Linked DNA regions of Sus scrofa: region 2 is linked to region 1. Evidence: chromatin contacts called from public Hi-C data. All regions are on one chromosome and are shown on one strand. Each heading gives the region's core, a stretch centred on a gene start, on an enhancer-like site or on the middle of the called end of the contact. The rest is flanking DNA. Distances are from core to core; before and after follow the strand shown.

Region 1 (6,614 bases), core at 3,929-6,428:
CTTATGCCAGTAATTAGGTGGGGGCTGGAAAGAAAGCACTGACTTGGGCCCCATTTGGGGCAGTGAGGGTGGCCCTGGTCGCTTCCAGCTGTGGAGCTTTGAGTCATCAGAGGCCCTGGCCTGGGGTGTTTGGACATATGGCCAAACCCAGAGCCTCTTTGGTCCTGGCCCCTGACCCTGGCTGTCCACATCTTTTTCTGGAGCTTAATGAGCCATTGTCTGAAGTCACTGAGGAAGGCTGTGGGAGGCCGGAGAGAAGACCTTGTAATGTAATTGACATGGTTCTCACATGGTCTATATGGGAACAGGAATGAAAATCACTCACATGTGCCTGGTTTTCCAGTTCATGAAGGAAGGAATCTGGGCTGTGTCAATTACCAGCTGGGTATCTGTGTACAAACCACTTAAACCCTCTTAACCTCGGTTTCCTCATTTATAAAACATGGATAATAAGTCACTGCTGGGTGTTCCTGTCATGGTACAGCAGAAACGATCTGACTAGTATCCATGAGGTTGCAGGTTCGATCCCTGGCCTTGCTCCGTGGGTTAAGGATCTGGCGTTGCCGTGAGCTGTGGTGTAGGTCACAGACGTGGCTCAGATCCCGCATTTCTGTGGCTCTGGTGTAGCCCGGTGGCGACAGTTCCGATTCAGCCCCTAGCCTGGGAACCTCCACATGCCACAGGTGCAACCCTAAAAAGAAAAAAGAAAAAAAAAGGTCACTGCCTTGTTCATCTAATGGGTTTTTTATTTGAGAGAGTGAAGGAAGGGGCAGGAGGCAGAAGGGGGCACAAAAAATGGGGCTGGGACAGGTCTGGGGAAATGATAAGAATACAGGTGAGGAGTTCCCATTGTGGCACAGTGGTTAATGAATCCGACTAGGAACCATGAGGTTGTGGGTTCGATCCCTGGCCTTGCTCAGTGGGTTGGCGATCCAGCGTTGCCATGAGCTGTGGTGTAGGTTGCAGATGCAGCTCGGATCCCGTGTTGCTGTGGCTCTGGTGTAGGCTGGCGGCTACCACTCCAATTGGACCCATAGCCTGGGAACCTCCGTATGCTGTAGGTGTGGTGGCACTAAAAAAAAAAAAAAAAAAGCAAAAAAGAAAGAAAGAACCTCCATATGCCACGGAAGCAGCCCAAGAAATGGCAAAAAGACAAAAAGAAATGGCCAAAAGACAAAAAAAAAAAAAAAAAAAAAGGATACAGGTGAGACGGTAAAGAAGTGTGTTCTCTTCGTCCAGTTGCCTAAAATTAGAGTGTACCTTTTGTTTTTTTTTATTTTAATGATTTTTACTTTTTTCCATTGTAGCTGGTGTACAGTGTTCTGTCAGTTTTTTACTATACAGCAAAGTGACTCAGTCACATATTCATATATACATTCTTTTTTCTCCCATTATCCTCCATCAGGCTCCATCACAAGTGACTGGATATAGTTCCCGGTGCTACACAGCAGGATCTCATTGCTTATCCATTCTGAAGGCAATAGTTTGCATCTCTTAACCCCAAGTTTCCAGCGCACCCCACTCCCTCCCCCTCCTCCTTGGCAACCACAAGTCTGTTCTCCAAGTCCATGAGTTTCTTTTCTACACAGTGTGCCTTTTAATGGCCACTGAAATTGTGTTAATTCAAATCACACTGTAACCGTGATTCCCCTGATAACCAAAGTGACACCTGCTTGTGAGAAAACATTTAGAAAAAATATTAGGTATCAAGACCAAATAACCAGAGTTGTTTTGAAATAAGTAACCAGAGTTATTTGAAATAAATAACCAGTTATTTTGAAATAAATAAATAAATAACTATGGAACACTATGAAAATAAACCATAGTCTTTCACTATGGAAGACTATGAAAATGAACCATAGTCTTTTCACTGTTAATATTTGGATGTTTTCCTCTCACGCATTGTTCATACAGCTGCTATTTTAAGAATAAAATGAGAGTCCTACTCTGTATTCAGTTGTGAGACTCAAGCTTTGTCAATATAGTTTGTACACATACATTTTAGCTTTGTTTTTCCAAAATTGGAATCATGCTGTGCACCAGTCAGGGTTCTCTGGAGAAATAGAACCGATGGGAGATGGTGTGTTTGTGTGTGTGTACATACACAAATAGATACACACATACATATTTGAAGAGATTTCTTTCTTTCTTTTTTGCTTTTTTTTTTTTAGTGCCACCACACCTACAGCATACGGAGGTTCCCAGGCTATGGGTCAAATTGGAGCTGTAGCTGCCAGCCTACACCACAGCCACAGCAATGCCAGATCCCAGCCGCATCTGTGACCTACACCACAGCTCATGGCTACACTGGATCCTTAACCTAGTGAGCAGGGCCAGGGGTCAAACCTGTGTCCTCATGGATCCTAGTCAGATTCGTTTCTGCTGAGCCACGACAGGAATTCCATGAAGAAATTTTTTTAAAATGGGTTGGTTTACATGATTGTGGGACTGGCAAGTCTGAAATACATAGGGCAGGCCAGCAAGCTGGAAACTCAGGCAGGAGTTAATGCTGCAGTCTTGAGGCAGAATTCCTTCTTCTTTGTGAAAGCTTAGTTTTTTTGGTAAGGCCTTCAAAAGAGGCCACCGACAGCACGGAGGGTCATCTTCTTCACTTAAAGTCACCTGATTGTAGATGTTAACCCCCCTACCCCCCATCTATAAAATACCTTCACAGCAACATCTAGTGTTAAGTAACTGGGTACTACGGCCTAGCCAAGTTAACTGGTAAAACTGACCATTACATATGATATACCGCCCCCGCCCCCCTTTTAAAGTCTTTTTAAACCTGCACCCATGGCATATGGAGGTTCCCAACCTGGGACTGAATCTGAGCTGTAGTTGCTCGACCTGTGCCACAGCCACAGCAGCACTGCATCTGAGCCGAGTCTGCAACCTACACCACAGCTCATGGCAACGCCTAATGCTTAACCCACTGGTCGAGGCCAGGAATCGAACCTGCATCCTCACAAATACTAGTCGGGTTTGTTACCACTGAGCCATGGTCGGAACTCCCACCCCAATTTTGTATTTTGATCTTTTCTCTTTGCATGTCATCAAAATTTTTGCACAGCCTCAAGCATTTTATGAGAACTTGATATTTAATGACTGTAATTTTTTTTTTTTTTTTACCAAATGCCTTTACCATCGTTTGTGTATAAATTTCCCGTTGTCATTTAGGTGGTATCCTGTTTCCACTGTAGATGTAACTCGATAAATATCTTTGGGTGCATTTCTCTTTATATATTCCATATGATCCCTAGAATATATTGTTAGTGAAGAATTCTTGGGTCAAAAGCTATAAAGATTTTAAGGCCGTTGATACACATTACTTTGGGAGGTGCTAAAGTCATGAGGGTGGAGCCCTCATGAATGGGATTAATGCCTTATAAAAGAGGCTCCAGAAAGATCTCTAGCCCCTTCCACCATAAAAGGACACATTGAGAAGGGGCTGGCAGTGAACCAGGAAGAGGGTCCTTCCCAGAAAACTTGATCCTGCTGGTGCCTTGACTATGGACTTCAGCCTCCAGGCTATGAGAAATACACTTCTCTTATTTATAAGCCACCCAGTCTGTGGAATTTTGTTACAGCAGCCTGAATGGACTAAGACATACCAGAAGTATGTAGAGATGCTTGTTTCCATTCACTCTCCTCAAAACTGTGCAGTATTTTGTCTTTCATCTTTTTTTTTTTTTTTTTTTTTTGTCTTTTTGCCATTTCTAGGGCTGCTCCCGTGGCATATGGAGGTTCCCAGGCTAGGGGTCTAATCGGAGCTGTGGCCACCGGCCTACGCCAGAGCCACAGCAACGCAGGATCCGAGCCGTGTCTGCGACCTACACCACAGCTCACAGCAACGCCGGATCCTTAACCCACTGAGCAAGGGCAGGGATGGAACCCGCAACCTCATGGTTCCTAGTCGGATTCGTTAACCACTGCGTCACGACAGGAACTCCCTGTCTTTCATCTTTTTAATTCGCTAGCCAAAAAATAATATGCTATTGTTCTTGTGATTTTGATTCTATAACACATTCATTGAATAGTCCGACTTCCACTGGAATTTAATCAGGAACACCCCCCCCTCCACCTCCGCCCAAGCACTGACTTAAAACATGCTCTGTGACGTCTTGGGTGGATTGCATGACTTTCTGGTCTCTTCCCGCTATAAGGACATTTAGGTTCATCTTCTTTTTTTTATGGCTGCACCCATGGCACATGGAAGTTCCTGGGCGAGCAGTGGAAGCAGAGCTGCAGCTGGGGCTTGCAACCACAGCCTCATCAACACTGGATCCAAGCCACATCTGCAACCTACACTGCAGCTTGCAGCACCACCAGATCCTTAACCCACTGAGTGAGGCCAGAGATCAAACCTGAATCCTCAAAGGGACAATGTCGTGTCCTTAACCCACTGAGCCACAATGGAGACTCCCAACATTTAGGTTCTTATGACTCACCTGTTGGTACGAAGATCTAGTCCAGTCTGAAATCAAAACTTAACTTCTCATCCAGTTCAAAGTCTTCCAATATCGACGGTGTTGTTATAATGCTCTCCTGATGGTTGCTGTTTTGCTGGTTCATTGCTGATGTGTTTGGTTCTTCAGAGGCCCTGCAGGGAATTTTAAAAGAGTTCTTGAGTGTGGTTAGCTTCATGGGGATTTCAGTCTTTGGAATCCATGACTCAGTGGCCTCCCCTGTTACACGTTACAATCATGGCATCGCAGGGCTGCTGTTGCTGTCACCCATAGAAAAACATGATGACATCTGTTTAAGTTCCCCAGAAATGACAGCAAAGTGGAATGAAAAGTCCAATGTTTAAAAGATGTATATCTGATCATTAGAATATGGAAAAATCAATTCCTTTGGAAGTTAGAACCATATGTTTTTTTCTTTTTTAAAAAGGTTTCTTTCTGAAGCCTCAATTCTGCCTTGGATGTCTTCAGGAAAAAGGAGTGTATAAGTGTAGTTTTTTATTGCAGGCATTGTAGATGAAACGGGTCCTGGGGAGAGGCCATCAAAGTAGAGATTTATTCTTTGGCGTTGAAGCATAGAGGAGATAAACCATGAAAGGATATTTTTAAAACTTTCATTTAAAACATGCCCGGTGAATCACAAATTCTTCCCAGCCAGCGTTTCAGTTTGTCTTCTGAAATCTGAAAACTCGAAATATTCACTCTAGGGGTTGGGAGGAGAGGGGATTGCTCAGGTTTCAGTTACAGGTTACAGTTTTTTATTGTTTTCTTCTCCTAATGGCTTCTTATACCCTTCCATGTGTTTCCAGCTGCCCATATGACCCCCACCGCAGAGGAAAGCAATTTGGCGTGCTCATGGCCAGAAGATATTGGGTTGTCACCCACTTGAAGGGCCTTAGCATGAGGGTGATGCTTAGCTCAGGGGAACTGGGCCCCAGAGTTGGCTTTGCCATCTGGAGGTATTTTGTGATCCAAGGTCTTTTTGGCATCAGCTCCGCCTGGTAGAGAACAGGTTTTCGTAACATCCGTTCCACGTTGCTTCCACTTCTAAAACAAGTCTTCCTAAAACACAGGCTTCTCCCTGACTCAGGATCTGGCAGGACTCTCCGTCCTTTTAAAAGATATGGCATAGGTTCCTCAGTCCAGCTTTTAAGGCCTCCAGAGTCTGGTTCTAACTTGACTTGATATTCCTCTGCTTCCTAACATGCTGATGGTCATCTGCTGATTATCTTCATACAGGTCCCGCCAGTACTGGGGTCTGTACCTTTGCTTGTGTGTTCCCCAGTCTCCCACCCCTGCCCACCTGCCCCGGCCCTGCTGGCTCAGCCCAGCTACTGCGGCCCCCATGGCACTCTCACACATCTGGCCCTGCTGCCCTTCCTGTTAGAGCGGTGAACCCTGGATCACATGCCTCCTGGTGCATCTGCTGGTTTCATGTTTTGGATTGATTTCCTCCACTTGATTAGGAATTCTTGGTTTGCAGTGACCATATCCTCTTCTTGTCTCGCAGCCTTCCCAGCCAAGCGTGCAGACTGTACTCAGTTAGGCTCGCTGATTGGTTGGGATGTGGTGACCTGGTCAGCAGGCCATGTCACTGTTTCACTGCGCTCCAGTGAGCAGGGGACAGCTTAAGAGATGGACCCAGTGTTTTCCCAGCTAGATCATGGGTCTCTGGTGGGGAGCTCAGGGGCTAGTTCCTTAAGAGTCTGGGGTATAGGATGTGCGCTGAATTCACATCCTAGCTGACTAGCTCTGTGAACTTGGCCATGTCATCTCATTTCTTCCCTGATATAACTCAGATGTGTTTGTTTATAAACAGGTATGATGTGCTAAGCCCTATTTGAGGAGCTGGGGATATGGCAGTGAATAGAATAGAGATCTGCATAATAAGGCAGGGCCAACTATGTGAAAATCTTGGGGATGAACTTTGCAAAAAAGAAGGGCTAGCAGGTGCAGCCACAGAAGTTTATGAAATCGAAAGGAGGCCCATGTGGTTGAAGCATGGAGGTCGAGGGGAGGCTGGTGCTGGGGCTGGGAGCCAGGCCAAGACTGGATGCTGCAGAGTCCCACAGGACCATCAGAAGACTGAGTTTTTCCCTAAAACATATGGGAAACCACTAGAGGATTTTGGCAGTGAAAAACGTGGTCTGT
Region 2 (6,102 bases), core at 3,464-5,963, 130 kb before region 1:
TTGCCATGAGTTGTGGCGTAGGTTGCAGACACGGCTTGGATCCTTTGTTGCTGTGGCTGTGGTGTAGGCCGGCAGCTGTAGCTCCAATTCGATTCTTACTCTGAGAACCTCCATATACTGCAAGTATGGCCCTAAAAAGCAAAAAAAAAAAAAAAAAAAAAAAAAAAAAAAACACCTCAATCTGGTGCATTGGGTTCTTGGACATAAACCAGTTACTGTAGGAGGGAACTCTGCCCCTGGATTATTCTGATTTAGAAAAAATGTTATTTATGCTTTTTTATTCTGGCAATAATAGGAGAACAAGACAGTCCAGTGTCCTATGGAGGATACTGACTCTTAGTTTGTGACATAAAATGTTGTCATCAGTACTCTAAGGCACAGTACTTATTCTCTTCACTCTACCACTCCCAGTAGGTCATACACAAAGATGTCCAGAAGCACTCCCTTAAACATAAACAAATAAAATAACTATAAATAAAATATAAACCAGGAGTTCCCTTGTGGCACAGTGGAAACAAATCCAACTGGTAACCATGAGGTTTTGGGTTCGATCCCTGGCTTTGCTCAGTGGGTTAAGGATCCTGTGTTGCTGTGGTGTAGGCTGGCAGCTACAGTTCCAATTCTGTCCCCCACCCCCACCCAAGCCTGGGAATCTCCATATGCCTGAGTGCAGCCCTAAAAAGAAAAAAAGAAAAAAAAAAAGTGTATATGCATATAAACTGAAAAGAAGAGCCCTGCTTTACTCTGCTCAGAATTACTGGATCAGGTCATTACTTCCCCCTCATTGTCCCTATTGTGGTAAAATGTGTGCACAGATGTCCCATGAACACCAGTGATAGAAAGGCTCTCGTGACTGTTAACCATTTCTAAGTCCCATTCCAAAAGTGAAGAGCCAAGGAGAAGCCACAAGAGCTTTCAACCCTCCCCCGTGTTTCTTGAGGGCTTTCTTCATTAGGTGATTAATAGGTTAATTCTGGTCCACAGGAAGCAGCTGGCCTTGGGGCCCTCTTGCTCCTTAAACATCTGGCCTGGGAAATCCCTGACCTGCACTTGGCAGAGGGAAGCGGCCCTGCAGTGTAGGCAGGCTGTTCATCCCATAACAAGGACACGGGGAAAGGGCACCCTGACCCGTCCCCAAGGCTCCCCCTCAAAGCCTTGGGCTTGGTTATGAAAGCAGCCCTAGGGGGTGGGGAATTCCCATCGTGGCTCAACAGAAACAATCTGACTAGTATATCCATGAGGATGCAGGTTCAATCCCTGGCTTCGCTCAGTGGGTTAAGGATCCGGTGTTGCCATGAGCTGTGGTGTAGGTCGCAGACGTGGCTCAGATCTGGCGTTGCTGTGGCTGTGGAGTAGGCCAGCAGCTACAGCTCCAATTCGACCCCTGGCCTGGGAACCTCCATCTCCTGTGAGTGTGGCCCTAAAAAGACCAAAAAAGGTGGGGTGGGGGCAAAGAGCTAAGGCACCAGAGCCGAAAGATCTCCTCTTAAGGAAAGGAAGCCCTCAGGTGGTGGTTGACAGCTGCGCTCCATAGCCTGGCTGGTAAGAACTGACACCCAGCTCTGAGCACTGGCAGGGAGTGGAAGCCAGGACTTTCCATAGGGAGAGGGAGGGCTGGCCAGCTGGGCCTGGATTCAGAGAGGCCCGTGTTTATTTGCTTTTTTTTTTTTTTGGCTTTTTTTGGCTTTTTGAGGGCCACACCCACGGCATGTGGAGGTTCCCAGGCTAGGGGTCTAATCGGAGCTGTTGCTGCTGGCCTACACCAGAGCCACAGCAACGCAGAATCCGAGCCTCGTCTGCATCCTACACCACAGCTCACGCCAACGCTGGATCCTTAACCTGCTGAGCAAGGCCAGGGATCGAACCCACAACCTCATGGTTCCTAGTCGGATTCGTTAACCACTGTACAACAATGGGAACTCCCAAGAGAGGCTCGTGTTTAAACCTTCCCCACCCCCACGCTCCCACGCCCACACTGGTCCCCTGGGCTTTCATCCCACTCGTGTGTGGGAGCCACTCAGCTGGGCCCCGCCCACAGCTCTCTGTCCAGCTGTGACGGAACCAAGGCAGAGACCCAGAGCCTGAGGCCAAATCTGAGCATGCAGCGTGGGAAGGTACATTTGCATCCCACTGCCCACTCTCAGGCCCCAAGTGGCCAAGTCCCTTTCCTTCTGCCTGTAATGTTCATTTTGCTCAGCTGATTCTCAAGGCCCAGCTGGGTGGGGGGCGGTCTTCGGAATACAGCCCATGGCATCTTACAAACGTGTTTCCATTGGGAAGAGGCCAAGAGGAGGGGTCATGGCAATGGATTGTCCAGGGATTGTTGATGGATTGTCAGTTAAAGGTGGTTCCCAAAGGCTTTGCGGAGCTCGGGGAAAAGGTGGAAAGAGAGTGGCAGGAGGTCCCGTTGTGGCTCAGTGGTTAACGAATCATGACTAGGAGCCATGTGGTTGTGGGTTCAATCCCTGGCCTCAATCAGTGGGTTAAGGATCCAGCATTGCCATAAGCTGTGGTGTAGGTCGCAGACACAGCTCGGATCTCATGTTGCTGTGGCTGTGGTATAGGCTGGCGGGTACAGCTCCAATTCGACCCCTAGCCTGGGAATCTCCATATGCCACCAGTGCGGCCCTGAAAAGACAAAAGACAGAAAAAAAAAAAAAAAAAGAAAGAAAGAAAGAAAGAAAGAGAGTGGCACATTCTGCAGCTTCCAGGCTTCAGTGGGAGCAGCTCTGGTTCATAGATGGGTCGTTGCCATGAGATGGCAGCTTTGAAGAATTGCTCTGCTAAAAGCAAACATGTTCCATCTGCATGTGTGTATATGGGCGCATACGTGTACATGTGTGCTCATGAGTGTGTCTGAACACATGCTTCTTTATGACAGGTAAATTAGAAGGATGGCTTATAGTTTGAGCTATTTTCTGAAAGAGGGCAGGACCTGTCCCATAGCAGGGCCTCCGTAAATAGCTGATGAATGAATGCATGAAAGGTTGGAGATGTGTGTTACAAGGACAGGTGTGGTCGGAGCAAAGAAAGGAGCTTGGTCATTTATGAGCTTTAGGGACCTTTAGTCTATTAGCTTTCTGTAAATGGGCCATGAAAAGTATTCTACCTCTGTAACTGATGTTTCCTCCCTCCCCATCTCCCCTCCCCCTTTTCTTCTTCCCACCACAGCTCTGCAGCGGGCCAATAGCTTCCAGTCTCCAACTCCCAGCAAATACCAGAGTGGGAGAAGAAAATTCCAGTCCAGTGAGTCATGCGCTCTCTGGGGGTTGGGGGGGGCGTGGTGGGGAGGCAGGAATTATGTGATGACTTCTCAGGGGCAGCTGTTCTCACTCTTCACATGCCCTTTCTGAACTGGCCTCCTGGATGTGAGGAGCAAGGAAAGAAATATAGGTTTGATTCTATTTCCACTGCTCACTAGAGGACTCATTTTTCCAAGGGATTTGCTCCCTTCTGTTACCCTTCTGTTACCCTTCAGCTCCCTTCAAACTCTGCAATTGCACTTGAAAAGGACCCTAGCAATCACTGGCCCCAAGCTTCTTGAACCACAGTTGAGGAAAATGAGGGTCTGTATGGGTTTTTTGCTTTTGTTTTGTTTTTGTTTTTGTCTTTTGTCCTTTTAGGGCCGCACCCGAAACATATGGAGGTTCCCAGGCTAGGGGTTGAATCAGAGCCATAGCTGCCGTCCTACGCCACAGCCAAGCAACACTGGATCCGAGCTGCGTCTGTGACCTACACCACAGCTCACGGCAATGCTGGATCCTTAACCCACTGAGCAAGGCCAGGGATCGAACCCCAACCTCATAGTTCCTAGTCGGATTCATTAACCACGGAGCCACGAAGGAACTCCTAAGGGTCTATATGGTTTGATTCAATACACTGGAGTTGGCCTGGGGGCATCAGCTTAATCTCAGGCAGTAGTGCAGTAGCGGGGAAAGCAATGAAGGAATACACACACACATACACACACACATACATGCAAATACACACTGTCCTGTTCCCTTTTCTGAGCAGGCTGTGGTCCCAAATCCTACATCCCCCAGGAAGGGCCCATGGGTGAAGACCAGGGCTGGGAGGGGACTAAAGCAGCAGGCTCCCACTAGGGGGCACAGTCGTGCAGCATCCTAAAGATTCTGCCCCATTTACACAGCAGGTGTTCCCTCTCCTGTCCTGAAAGAGTGGCAGGGCCTCTTCATCTGATTCCAAATCCATCCCTGCCTTCCACTTCCTCCTGCCCCCACAGTCCCTCTCGGACTTGCTGTAGGAGAGGTGGACCCAGGAAAGCCCTGGCGTAGACACAAATTTGTTTAAAAGAAACGTTGGGATAGGAATAACCTGCCACTTAACGTGATTCCTTCCTTCTGAGTCAAGGCTGATTCCTGGCCAGTGAGTCATCCACCCCCTCCCCGCCCGCCGCCCTGAAACCTCCAGACCTGCAGCCTCCTCTCACTCGGGCCAGGCAGGAAGAAGGGCACTTCTAGAACTGGACCAGAACTGCACCCCTGGGCAGGCCCTCCACCTGGGGACAGCCTAAAGTGACTCTTGAACCATCTTGTAGTCCCCAGCGATGAGGGCGAGAGGAAGGAAAGAATTCATGTTTGCTGGAGGCCTGGGCCAGGCCTTTTCCACATGCTCTCTCGTTTACTCTCCCACCTCAACCCCTCCCCAGTCACAGGAATTCTGCTTCTATGGGTGGGTCTGTTTGGAAGCAGAGATTCCACCTAACGCTTCCAGCCAACTTGAGCACCACTCGTGAGAGAGGCCCAGCCTCACCCTCGAGAAGTGCCTCGTCTGGGGGGAGAGCAGGGAGCCTGGTGGGGGGGGTTGCTGGAGGAGGAACAGGAGGGAGGGGACTGCTAACCAGCAGCAGGGTTTCTCAGCTCTGTCTTTAGTTATCCCGGGAGGGTCAGGTGTTGGTTCTCAAGTGTATGTAAAAGTTGGTTTGAACGCAGGCCTTGAGTTTGAATCATTTCTATTGGCTTAGTGCCTAGCATGGAGGAGGCACCCAGTCCTTGCTTGTAGAATGAATGAATGAATGAATGAATGAACGAACGAAGGAATGAAGGAACTCATTAAAGCACCAGGGACCACGCTAGCTGAACTGAGTCAAACGGAGGGGGGCCGCCAAGAGAACCTGGGTGCAGGCTGTCGCCCCTAGAGGGCGCTCCAAGACTTCGGGAGGAAATGCGCGTCCCCTAAACGCCACATTCTGGGAAGCTGCACCCTGGAATCCGAGTCTTTGTGAAAATCTCCAGAGCCATCTTTTAGGTCATCTTCATTTTGCCCAAAAGGAAGCCCAGTAGGCAAGGCGGAAGGAGCAGAACTTGGGGTACTATCCCTTTGCTGCCTGGTTCAGCCCAGCTCTGGCCCCAGCCCCAGGTAGGAGGACGGAGGGGGTTGCATGCCTGCCCTTAGCACTCTCACCAGCTGACCATGCTCACCAGAATGACCTCCAGGGGCAAGGGGAAAGGTCTCCATTGCCAGAGGGCCCAGAGAAGAGGCAGCGGACAGGGGTGGTGGGGCTCTGGTCTCCTCATCAACCCCCTTTGCACGAGGGGCCTGGAAGGGCCAGTGGCACCCACGACTGAGTCCCCTGCAGAGGATAGGGCCACCCTGGCTGGACCATGCTGAGGTTTCAAGGGAAACAAGGAAGAGCTGGCCAAAAGCACTTGAGTTGGTGAGTGAGAAAGAAGCCTCAGGACCCTGAATTAGACAAGTCCTGGTGGGGGTGTGTGCAGCCCCCCTGGAACAGGTCAGTGGTTCAGCAATGCCTTTATTGGACCCATGTGTGTGCATGGGAGAAAGGGAACCAGGTGGAGTTAATATTGAGCTAGCATGTGACATTGACCTTGTGCTTGGCACTGGGCTCCTCTTTTTATCCCACTTTATTTCCTCAGCCACCCCACAAAATAGCACCAGGCTCCCTATTTTTTCAGATGTGGAAGCAAGGGGCCTGTGACTTGCTCAGTGTCAGGCCACTGGGTGGGTGTGGAGGGGGTGGGGTTCGAGGCTCCCCTATACCATCCTCCGAGGGACCCCAAAGGCCTCGGTGGGTGGGATCTTCCCACCACCTCTCAGCTGGGCTCTGGCCTCATCTTCCCG

Evidence for each region. A called contact is a pair of places that touch in the nucleus more often than the background predicts.
Region 2: a contact with region 1 is called in a Hi-C map of fibroblasts, with 2.0 times the contacts expected there. The contact joins two enhancer-like sites. A contact is called at or near these places in 2 of 47 Hi-C or Micro-C datasets (embryonic fibroblasts and fibroblasts).

The regions. Positions count from the first base shown.
Region 1 is chr2:46,985,720-46,992,333 of Sscrofa11.1, reverse strand. The region is part of intron 2 of PARVA (alpha-parvin); the gene reads left to right. Among named protein-coding and RNA genes, the nearest start is that of PARVA, 39 kb to the left of the region's middle. Within about 2 kb of position 5,178, at least 16 of the 83 cell types and tissues checked have an H3K27ac peak or open chromatin away from gene starts, as enhancers often do. A contact at or near this core is called in embryonic fibroblasts, where this site is marked.
Region 2 is chr2:47,111,157-47,117,258 of Sscrofa11.1, reverse strand. MICAL2 (F-actin-methionine sulfoxide oxidase MICAL2) reads left to right here. Exons shown (of 38, transcript XM_021083313.1): 29 at 3,172-3,246. Among named protein-coding and RNA genes, the nearest start is that of PARVA, 86 kb to the right of the region's middle. Within about 2 kb of position 4,713, at least 29 of the 83 cell types and tissues checked have an H3K27ac peak or open chromatin away from gene starts, as enhancers often do. A contact at or near this core is called in embryonic fibroblasts, where this site is marked.